Linked DNA regions of Mus musculus: region 2 is linked to region 1. Evidence: chromatin contacts called from public ChIA-PET data. All regions are on one chromosome and are shown on one strand. Each heading gives the region's core, a stretch centred on a gene start, on an enhancer-like site or on the middle of the called end of the contact. The rest is flanking DNA. Distances are from core to core; before and after follow the strand shown. Region 1 has its middle 17 kb from the start of Gm24793. Region 2 overlaps Znrf1 (zinc and ring finger 1).

Evidence for each region. ChIA-PET counts read pairs in DNA pulled down with a chosen protein or histone mark.
Region 2: a contact with region 1 is called in an RNA polymerase II ChIA-PET map of effector CD8 T cells, with 45 read pairs. The contact joins two enhancer-like sites. A contact is called at or near these places in 2 of 115 datasets of contacts at active chromatin or transcription factors (effector CD8 T cells and embryonic stem cells) and 1 of 9 other capture datasets (adipose tissue).

The regions. Positions count from the first base shown.
Region 1 is chr8:111,432,643-111,437,984 of GRCm38.p6, forward strand. No RefSeq gene overlaps it. Among named protein-coding and RNA genes, the nearest start is that of Gm24793, 17 kb to the left of the region's middle. Within about 2 kb of position 3,014, at least 50 of the 459 cell types and tissues checked have an H3K27ac peak or open chromatin away from gene starts, as enhancers often do. A contact at or near this core is called in effector CD8 T cells, where this site is marked.
Region 2 is chr8:111,592,572-111,597,965 of GRCm38.p6, forward strand. All of the region lies in intron 1 of Znrf1 (zinc and ring finger 1), which reads left to right. Among named protein-coding and RNA genes, the nearest start is that of Ldhd, 35 kb to the right of the region's middle. Within about 2 kb of position 3,065, at least 177 of the 459 cell types and tissues checked have an H3K27ac peak or open chromatin away from gene starts, as enhancers often do. A contact at or near this core is called in effector CD8 T cells, where this site is marked.

The sequences.
Region 1 (5,342 bases), core at 1,764-4,263:
GAGCTCTGGGGGTACTGGTTAGTTCATATTGTTGTTACACCTATAGGGTTGCAGACCCCTTCAGCTCCTTGGGTGCTTTCTCTAGCTTCTCCATTGGGGGCCCTGTGTTCTATCTTATAGATGACTGTGAGCGTCCACTTCTGTATTTGCTAGGCACTGGCATAGCCTCATATGAGACAGCTATAACAGGGTCCCTTCAAAATCTTTCTGGCATTGTGCAATAGTGTCTGGGTTTGGTGGCTGATTATGGGATGGAGCCCCAGGTGGGGTAGTCTCTGGATGGCTCATCCTTTCATCTTAGCTCCAAACTTTGTCTCTGTAAGTCCTTCCATGGATATTTTGTTCCCTATTCTAAGGAGGAATGATGTACCCACCCATTGGTCTCCCTCTTCTTGATTTTCTTGTGTTTTGCAAATTGTATCTTGGGTATTCTATGTTTCTGGGCTAATATCCACTTATCAGTGAGTGCATATCTAATGACTTCTTTTGTGATTGGGTTACCTCACTAAGGATGATATCCTCCAGATACATCCATTTGTCCAAGAATTTCATAAATCCATTGTTTTTAATTGCTGAGTAGTACTCCATTGTGTAAATGTACCACATTTTCTGTATCCATTCTTCTGTTGAGGGACATCTGGGTTCTTTCCAGCTTCTGGCTATTATAAATAAGGCTGCTATGAACATAGTGGAGCAGGTGTTCTTATTACCAGTTGGAACTTCTTCTGGGTATATGCCCAAGAGAGGTATTGCTGGATCTTCTGATAGTACTATGTCCAATTTTCTGAGGAACCTCCAGACTGATTTCCAGAGTGGTTGTACAAGCTTGCAATCCCACCAGCAGTGGAGGAGTGTTCCTCTTTTTCCACATCCTCGCCAGCATCTGTTGTCACCTGAATTTTTGATCTTAGCCATTCTGACTGGTGTGAGGTGGGATTTCAGGGTTGTTTTGATTTGCATTTCCCTGATGACTAAGGATGTTGAACATTTTTTCAGGTGCTTCTCAGCCATTCAATATCCCTCAGTTGAGAATTCTTTGTTTAGCTCTGTGCCCCATTTTTAATGAGGTTATTTGAATTTCTGGAGTCCAGCTTCTTGAGCTCTTTGTATATATTGGATATTAGTTCCCTATCAGATTTAGGATTGGTAAAAATCCTTTCCCAATCTGTTGTTGGCCTTTTTGTCTTATTGACAGTGTCTTTTGCCTTACAGAAGCTTTGCAATTTTATGAGGTCCCATTTGTCAATTTTTGATCTTACCGCGCAAGCCATTGCTGTTCTGTTTAGGAATTTTTCCCCTGTGCCCATATCTTCGAGGCTTTTCCCTACTTTCTCCTCTATTAATTTCAGTGTCTCTGGTCTTATGTGGAGGTCTTTGATCCACTTAGACTTGAGCTTTGTACAAGGAGATAAGAATAGATCAATTCGCATTCTTCTACATGATAACCGCCAGTTGTGCCAGCACCATTTGTTGAAAATGCTGTCTTTTTTTCCACTGGATGGTTTTAGCTCCCTTGTCAAAGATTAAGTGATCATAGCTGTGTGGATTCATTTCTGGGTCTTCAATTTTATTCCATTGATCTACCTGTCTGTCACTGTATCAGTACCATGCTTAGCTTGCTTTCTTATAGAACCTAAGACTACCAGCCCAGGGATGGCACCACCCACAAGGGGCCCTCCCACCTTGATCACTAATTGAGAAAATGCCCGACAGCTGGATTTCATGGAGGCATTTCCTCAACTGAAGCTCCTTTCTCTGTGATAACTCCAGCTTGTGTCAAGTTGACACAAAACCAGCCAATACACATTTAATATTAGGGGAGTGACATGTACCATATTGAGCTTGCAGAGGTCCAAAGAGGTTTTCTCATCCTATCAGGGAACCCAGGGATCCAACTCAGGTTGTCAGGTTTTCATGGAACGTGCCTTTAACCACTGAGATACCCAGCTAGCTCTGAACTTCTTTTCTTTTCTTTTTGTTTTTAAAGATTTATTTATTTACTTTATGTATATGAGTACACTGTGGCTGTACAGATGGTTGTGAGCCTTCATGTGGTTGTTAGGAATTGAATTTTTAGGACCTCTGCTTGCTCTGGTTAACCCCACTTGCTCCAATCAACTCTACTCGCTCAGTCCCTGCTCTCTCCTTGCCCAAAGATTTATTTACTATTATACATAAGTACACTGTAGTTATCTTCAGATGCGCCAAAAGAGGACGTCGGATCTCCTTACATATGGTTGTGAGCCACCATGTGGTTGCTGGGATTTGAACTCAGGACTTTCAGAAGAGCAGTCAGTGCTCTTACCTGCTGAGCCATCTTGCTAGCCCTGGACTTCTTTTCAAGACCTCGGTTTTGACAGGTGACACAAAGAACACTTTTAGGTTTTTAAGGTCAGAGTTGGCCCAGGCCTGGCCAGGTGGTATCTATCTATGCTCAGAGGAACTGGGCCAGAACCTCCTGAGTTGGGCTATGGAACAGGGTTGTCACTGGTTTGCTGTTCTAGAGATTCAGTGACCCAAAGTCAACCTTGGTTAGATTTATCCTGAAATAAGTCATCCATCTTAGACTTTGGATTTGGAACGGCTCATAAGGACTTGTGTGTTGAAAGCTTGGTCCCTGGCACAGCAGGAGTCAAAGGTCAGGATTTTGTAAGGTGACTGAATCATCTAAATCATGGGGCTCTGGACTCATGGATGGATTAACTCATCAAAGGGATTATAATTTAATGACATCCTTGGGAAATGGTAGAAACTATGGGACTGAACACTCTGAAAGCATAAATCAAGCTAAACCATTTCTCTTTGAAACCATCTATCCAGTGATTTGTCCTAGAGACAGAAAACTAACACAAATTTTAAACCGAGTGCCCTTCTGAGTAGCCCCAGTCTCATGCCGTCCTGTTCCATCTTGCTTGGAACATGAATCATGCCTTGGTCCAGTGTACCCACTGTGAATACCCACTATCTGTTACTCACTCAGGAAGTGTCTCAGGTTTCAGACATCTGTCAAGGCGTAACCCTCATTGTATTTCCTGTCCCCAAAGCACAAGCGAAACGGTGCTGATCATTTGAACGTGCTGAAGAGAAGACATTAAAATGCTTTACGTGAAGGGGATAACTTCTCTTATTTGCATGTGTGTGCTTGTGCGCGGGTGGATATAAGCTCGTGGAGGCCAGAGGAGGATGCTGCCGCCCTCTCCAGACATTCTCCATTAATTCTTTTGAGATGGGGCTCTCTCCTTGAACCTGGGGCTGGAGTCTGAATTTCAATTGAGCTGGAAACCAGCAATCCCCTGTGATCCTCTTGTCTCCCGCCCCCTCAGAACTGGGGTTACAGGAACTTACAGGGATGTAGGATCTGAATTCCAATCCACACAACTGTGAACTAGGATTCCTAACAGCTAATCCATCTGTCCAACACTATATGTTCTTGACAACATGGAAAGAAAAGAATACATTTGTTTACATATATTGAAGGTGATAGACTCAATGTAAAAATGAATCCTTTATTTATGAAGTCATGAAGGTACAGAAATTCATGCCAGTCTCTTTAATTCTTTCAGAAACAAGGGCTTGCTGTGTAACCTTGTGTCGCGCCCGCTCTCGACCAGCAAGAATGACGCGACCACCAGTCCTTCTAACAGCAGTTTATTCAGTCCTGATTCTTCTTGTTTATATCTCCCCCGAACCCTGGGCCTCTCACTCCTTTTATACTCTCTCTCATCCACATACTGCAGGCCACGCCCCCTTGCCAGTCACAAGGCTTCAGCTAATCAGGGCAGCAGGGGCAAATCTCCACCAAATTGGATTCACCTGTATCCTGGTACACCTGCGCAGCACTCAAGATGTTTGTGTCTTATATGAGGAAGTCAGGTGCAAGTCATATGACTTAGCTGCAGTCCCTGGCGCCTTTGGGACTGCCGCCACACCAGCTCCCCACAACCTTGGGTGACTTTGAACTCACATTGGCCCTCTTGCCTCAGCCTCTCAAGTGCTAACATCACAGACAAGCAGCGCCACGCCTGACCTTGTGCCAGCTTTCTTCAGCACCTCAGGATTTACCCAGCTAGCCCAAAGTGGCACTCCCTTGCCAACCATGCTTGGCCTGCATTCAGAATTAGCACCTACATTTGCTCTTTTCTCTTGGTGACTCCTTGGTACGGTCCTGACCTCTGGTCCCCTGTAACTCCCTAAAACAACAAAGACACAAGGTCATTGTGGGTGGCATACTTTTTAAAACATTGACAGGAAAGGGTAAAAATAGGGGAAGGTAGCAGGGAACACTTCAGATTTAATGGAGATGACTGCCTTTCTCCGTCTCCTTCAAATCCATGGCCCTTTCCACACTGACTGATATTGCTTGCATGTATGGATATGCATATACATATTTATTCTTAAATAGAGCCTGCTCCATCCATATTATATTTACATTTCTTTTTATTACTTCTTTCTATAGATTCCCCATGAACAAGAAAGTTCTTCTCATCTTATTAGTCGGGGGGAATGGAGCTTTCGTTTGTTTTGTGTTTTCTGCCTTCTGAGGACATAGCAGCTCCTGAGCATGACACAGGCTGGCTCTCTCCTTCCCTAGACACACATCGTGAGCAAGGCTCCTATTGTGTATTACTTTCCCTGCTGCCAACTGAGAGCAGGATCCTCATAACTTGGCTCTACTACTAGTGGTTTTCACTGTAGAAATATAGAATTAACCAAGTCACTGCTAGTCATTGAAAGCCAAGATTTTCCTCATGTGTCTAAATCTACTTTGAACTGGATATACAGCCGAGGATGACCTTAACTGATCCTCCTGCCTCTGCTTCCGGAGTGCTGGGATTATAGACATGTACCACCGCACCTGGGTTCAGCTACCGCAGCTTTTGTTGTTTTGAAACAAATCTCCTCTGTGTAGCCCTGGCTGTCTTGGAACTCTCGATGTCAACCAGGCTGATCACAGAGATCTGCCTGCTCTGCCTCCCTAGTGTGCCACCACACCCGACTTTCCTGAACCAGCCTTACAAGAGTGCTTTCTGGTGAGTCTGTGCAGAAATGGCCCCTCAGTCTTGCTGTTAAATCATGCTGTGTCATGATGTGACAGAGCGAGAGAAATCAGTCCAAAGGACAGCAAAAACTGCTCCAATCTCAGTTTTGAGAGAATTGCATTACATTAGTTTTTTGTTGTTGTTGTTGTTTTGTTTGTTTTTTTCTGCGTAGGGACCGAGGGGCATGTGTGGAGGTCAGAGGGTAACTTGGACGGGTTGGTTCTCTTCTTCCACTGTGTGGGTCCTGAAGTTTGTCTTGAATCCAGGTAAGCTGCTATCCCACCTCACTGGCCCCAGTCATCC
Region 2 (5,394 bases), core at 1,815-4,314, 160 kb after region 1:
TGGGCATGTGAGGAACAGCTTGCCTCTGTTTCATGAAGAGACCAGAAATCAGCTGAGAGTCTAAAGGCGGCATCTTGGGATGGTGTGAGGTTTGAATGAGAATGTCCCACCCTCCATGTATTTGAATAACTGGCCCCAGCTGGTGGGATTGTTTGTAAGGATCAGGAGGAGTGGCCTTGTTGGAGGTGTGTCTCGGGGGTGACTCTGAGGTTTCAAAAGCCCACGGATTCCCATTTAGCTCCCTCTGCCTCTTGCTTATGGGCCAAGATCTAAGCTCTGAGCTACTCCTCCATCCCCATGCCTGCCTGCTGCCGTGTTCTCTGCCATGTTCCCTGCCATGATGGTCATGAGCTCTAGCTCTGAAACCGGGAGCTCCAAATAGACTCTTCTGTAAGTTGCCTTGGTCACGATGTCTTATCACAGCAGTAGAAGAGTAACTGAGACAGGTGGTTCATTCACTCACATGCCCGGCTCTCAGTAGAGACTTCTGCAAGGCTTGTCAACCCATGGTCTCTGTGTGGTCTAGCTTCCTTCCAGTGTGATGGCTAGTGGTGAAGGCAAGGTTCTAAAGAGCTGAGTAGCAGCCATATCCTTTGTTTGTCTCTGCCCTGTACAGCATGACTGGTATATTCTTCATCCGAATAGTTCCAAGGCCACTCAAGCCCAAGGGAAGGGACATAGACTCCAGCACTAAATGAGGGGTGTCAGGAGTTCTGGAAGTGTGCGAGAGTAAAAACAGTACTGAGGACATTTTGGGACACATTACACTTTGCAGCTGTTGGTAGGTATAGTATTGTATGATGATGTCATTCCTTTCTGAGGAGCCACATTAAAGAACTCAACTGGCCACCTCAAGGCCTTAGTTGCTTTTTTTTTAGACTGCCCTTCTTTTTAATGATGTCTTTCCTATATTACCACGATCCTAGCCCCAAAGTTCAGTGTAGCCCCACTCCTTGTGCTAGCACCTTGTCCTGGCCCTATTATAATTCAGGCAGTGAGGCGTGCTTTGCCTTTTAATTGTTTTCTTGTGCCCTATCAAGAGCTGGAGCTCCATAAAGCAGCTCTTTCCTCCCCTGTGTGCTGTTCAGTGTCTTTCCTTCCCTGAGTCTGGCATGTAGTAAGCTACAGTGGAGTGGAGAAAATGGACCTAGATTTTGGTGTCTGCATGCTAGAGACAGTGATCTGTGTACCAAACACATAGGAACTCCTGTAGCCAGTGAAGTGTTAAAACAGGATGCAACTTTGGATTGTCTTTTCTCTTCTATAGGTTAGAAATGTAAACATAACAGAGTCCTTTAACTGGAAGTAGATGGAAGTAGATGGCCCAGTGCGCAGCAGTCCTAGGCCCTCGTTGTGATGGGAGGAATTGCAGTGAAGAGGGCTGAAGGGGCTCCATCTGAGTCCCTCTGCTTTTACACTGAGATGCAGAAGCTATGTTAAGTCCAGTGATTGCCACATAAGCCACTAGTCACACCATTCCCGTGTGTGAACTGCAAGAAGACCACCTTGCTGTGACTTACAGGAAGAAGTGAGGCATCTTTTTTCAGTGCTCCTGACCCTACCCCTCAGATCCTATCTTGTTGGGTAAAAGAAAGTATTTTTTTAAATTGAGGGAGCTGTGAAGGTGGCTTAAGGGCCCACAGACACCAGAAGAGGGTGTCAGAGGCCCTGGAACTAGAGCTAGAGATGGCTGTGAGCTGCCATTCGGGTGCTGGGTATCAAACCCAGATCCTCTGTAAGAGCAGTGATCTTAGCCACTGTGTCATCTCTCCAGCCCCCAAGACTTAAAATAGTTGTGTATAGATGCATTTTTATTTCCTTCCTGCCTGCCTTCCTTCCTCCCTCCCTCTCCCCCCCCCTGTGTGTGTGTGTGTGTGTGTGTGTGTGTGTGTGTGTGTGTGTGAGAGAGAGAGAGAGAGAGAGAGAGAGAGAGAGAGAGAGAGAGAGTTCTTGTTCCTTGGCCTTTGTTTTTAGATCTGCCACTGTATGTGTATTGAGTCCATTGTTTGTGTCTGCTTGCTTGGGAACTCTTGTACTGTCTCAGTGTGCATGTTCTCTGTTGCACCAACCATGGTCTCCCATGGTGCTGTTCTGGGATGTCCTACAGTGTGCTGTGACAAACATCCACTGTGTCTGAGAAATAACCCAGAAGTGACGTTGCTAGGTCATATAGACCTTTGTGGGACCTCTTCTAAGGACTCAGATGTCACTGTGTCCCATTTCCCCCTGGTTTCCTGTATGGTTACTTCAGATGTCCCAACTTTACCCTAGATCTGGAATTTTGCAGTGATAGCAAGAAAGGCTGGGATTTTATTCTCTTGTAGGTTTTACTGTTTTGACCTACTTTGAACTGTTCAAATGCCCGCTGTTCCTTCTGTTAATTGTAGAGATTCACTCTCCTGTCCTGAGTTTGTAACTTGTTTCTGAGTCCTGTATGGAGGCAGTAGGTACAGTGGCCAAATATAGAGTGAACATGCTGATCTGGGCACACACTTGGCTTCTGTCTGCGTGTGCCAGTCTCGTCCATAAGCTGGAAACAGGCAGACAGGCCACAGGATGGGTATCAAGAGTCTACATGCCAGCATACACCAAATCTGCCCATTCTTTCCTTCCTGCTGGGAGACAAGAACAGCACAGCATGACTATCTAGAAGAAAGAGCACAATGCTCTAAGTTTAATGGAACATTTATGGTGGACTCATGTCTAGGATTTACTTCAAAATAATCTGGGGCAGGGAAAGTAGCTATGGTGAACAGTGTAAAATTTGCCATCCAGATTTAGACACATCTAAGACTAAAGGAGAGAACTATTCATTGCACTAGGATAGCAATCCATAACCAGATTGTCCTAGCAAACCAAGATATGTATACCTCAGGCAAGCATGAGATGGGCCTGTCCCGGAGTTGGTCATTGTTGAGGCTAGGCGGCTAGTACTTGGAAGCTCATTCTATTTTTTGTTTGAAGATTTCCATAATAGAAGAGATTTCTAAGATATTTTTTAGACTGCCACAGTGGCTGTAGTCCCCCCAAAGGAGCTATGGAGATTGTGAAGCTGGGGATTTAGCCCAATGGGAGAGCATTTTCTATACACAAGGCTCTGGGTTTGATACCTATATCTTCTCTCACCACCCCCACTCCGTTCCCCTTTCAACCTCCAAAAATAGTCCCTTTTGCTCTGAAAGTGGTTGTTGGGACCCTTGCCAGCCCATTAAGAGTAGTAAGCTTAGGTCATCTCTGCTGGCTGCACCCTGGGCACCTCTAGAAGGGCCCCTCCACCTGCTCTTGTTGACAGGAAGAATGAGAGGCTGCAGGTTGCTCTAGCCTAATGGGATTGGTTCAGCCTGCCCGGGGACCAACCGCAACAGTTCCCTTCACAAACACACCACTGTCTGGTAGAGATCTGTACACAGGCACATGCGATTGTTATCTGTGGCAGGCAGGAAGCAGTCTGCAGACAGCGGGCTCTTAACCGACATTCTGCGGCGCGCGCACTTCCCTGTCCTACTTACCCCTCGCCCTGGTTTCAGCAGTTGCTGGAACTGAGAAGTTGAAGGCAGCCTCTGCCGGGGTAAACTCCAGCAGTGGGTGCACATACCTGTAGTTGGTTAGCTCTGTGCAGTAGTACACGGTTGGTCCTCCTTCATACGGTTCCATGAGAACTTGGCGTAGTGCTTCTGGAAACGGATGGATCCTGAGCCCATCCCAAGAGTCCCAAGAATCTATGTATAAGGTCTATTCACCAGATAAGCCTAATCCACTGTGGACATTTCTGTTCAGTTCCCTAAGGACACCCATTGATTCACCAAGAGTAGAAATTATATTTAATTCTCTGCTGTGTATCCTACTGTTCAATATAGAGTAAATGTGAATGGACAGACTGACTGATTTAATGCCCATCCTGAGTTTGGCCAGCAGTTATGTTTTCATTGGTACCTAGAGAATAGAATGTACTCTGTGGGTGTAAAGATTATACTCCAAGTCCTCTCTGGAATCCCGTCATCTGGTGTGGTGTAAGCGGTGGGGTCTGTGGGAGGTGCTTGGCTTTAGATAAGGTTGTTACAATGGAGTCTTGATCATGGAGTTGTGCTTTTAGACGAGACAGAGTCACCAGCACTCTCTACCATGTTAGGACACAACAAGAAGGCTGTTGCCTACAGGCCAGGAGTAAAACACTACATCTGCTAGCACCTTGTATCTTTGGCTTGAAAGTCAATAGAACTGTGAGAAATAAATATTTGCTCTTTAAGCTACTGGTGGTCCACAGTATTTAGTCATAGCAACCCAAATGGACTGCGAGAGCCCAGATAATTTTCAGCAGGACCAAAGAATCCCAATTATTCCGCTTTGCCTTCTTTTCTGAGACAGGGTCTCACTCTGTAACCCTGTCTGACCTGGAACTTGCCTTAGCCTCAAGTACTGGGATTAAAGGCGTACAGCCTCGAGTCGGGAGGTGATGTGCCTGATGCTGGCTTCATTTCTCTTGAACAGAGAGAAAGCATCTGAGCACTGGTGCTGAGTCGAGATCTGTCTGTCTGTCTGGATGGGTGCTTTTTAATTCTTGCCACATATTTCAATAAGCAGTATTTGTCAATATTTATGTTTCTGAAGCCAATCTTCTGGGAAATTGGTGTGCTGACTGGAAATAAGGAAATGTTAAAACCAATATAAAAATAGTCCTCAAGGCAAAATGTCAAAGTGAAGAAGGAGTTTGCAGTTTGTGGTTCTCTCATCTCATAGGCATTTATGAGGGAAAGGTCCAGAACACAGACTGCATAGGACATAATTTGTCTGCTGCCTTGTGCTTGTCCGTGATGTAACTTTCTGTTACAGATTGCTTGCTTTCAGTAGGAGGGCCTTGGCTTTCTTAACCTTGGCTCTGTTGTCACAGGAAAGATTTATGAGGTATCCTCATGTTCCCACTAACATGTTGGAGTCTTTTCCACCAGTCTCCTTATTCCCACCCTCAACTTCCTCATTCTTATCTCCCAGAGTCAAGTAATCTGAGCCAGAGGAGAAACAATGAATACTATGCCTTGCACACCCTGGTAGAGATCATGTGCTATTTTAGGGATCTTAGAATTGGAGGCTCTTTTTGTTTGTGCTATACCCAGGGACTCTCTAGGAAATTTCTTTTGACCCTTTAGTCAATACCTCAAAAAACACTAGGATATTTCCATGTAGCTGTGGGTGACAGGAAAGCAATAAGGCTGTGAGGCTGGCACTCCCTCCCTCTTCCATCCTGTGTTTTTCTCTTTAGGTGCCATTTCAAAACCCAGTGTGGCCTTGGGAACTATATCCTGAGTGTCTGCCTCCATGTACTCCAGGGTGTAAGTGCAGCCGAGCGGAGGATGTGCTGATGAGAAGGGGCCAGGGCTAAAGTCACGCAGGAATCCA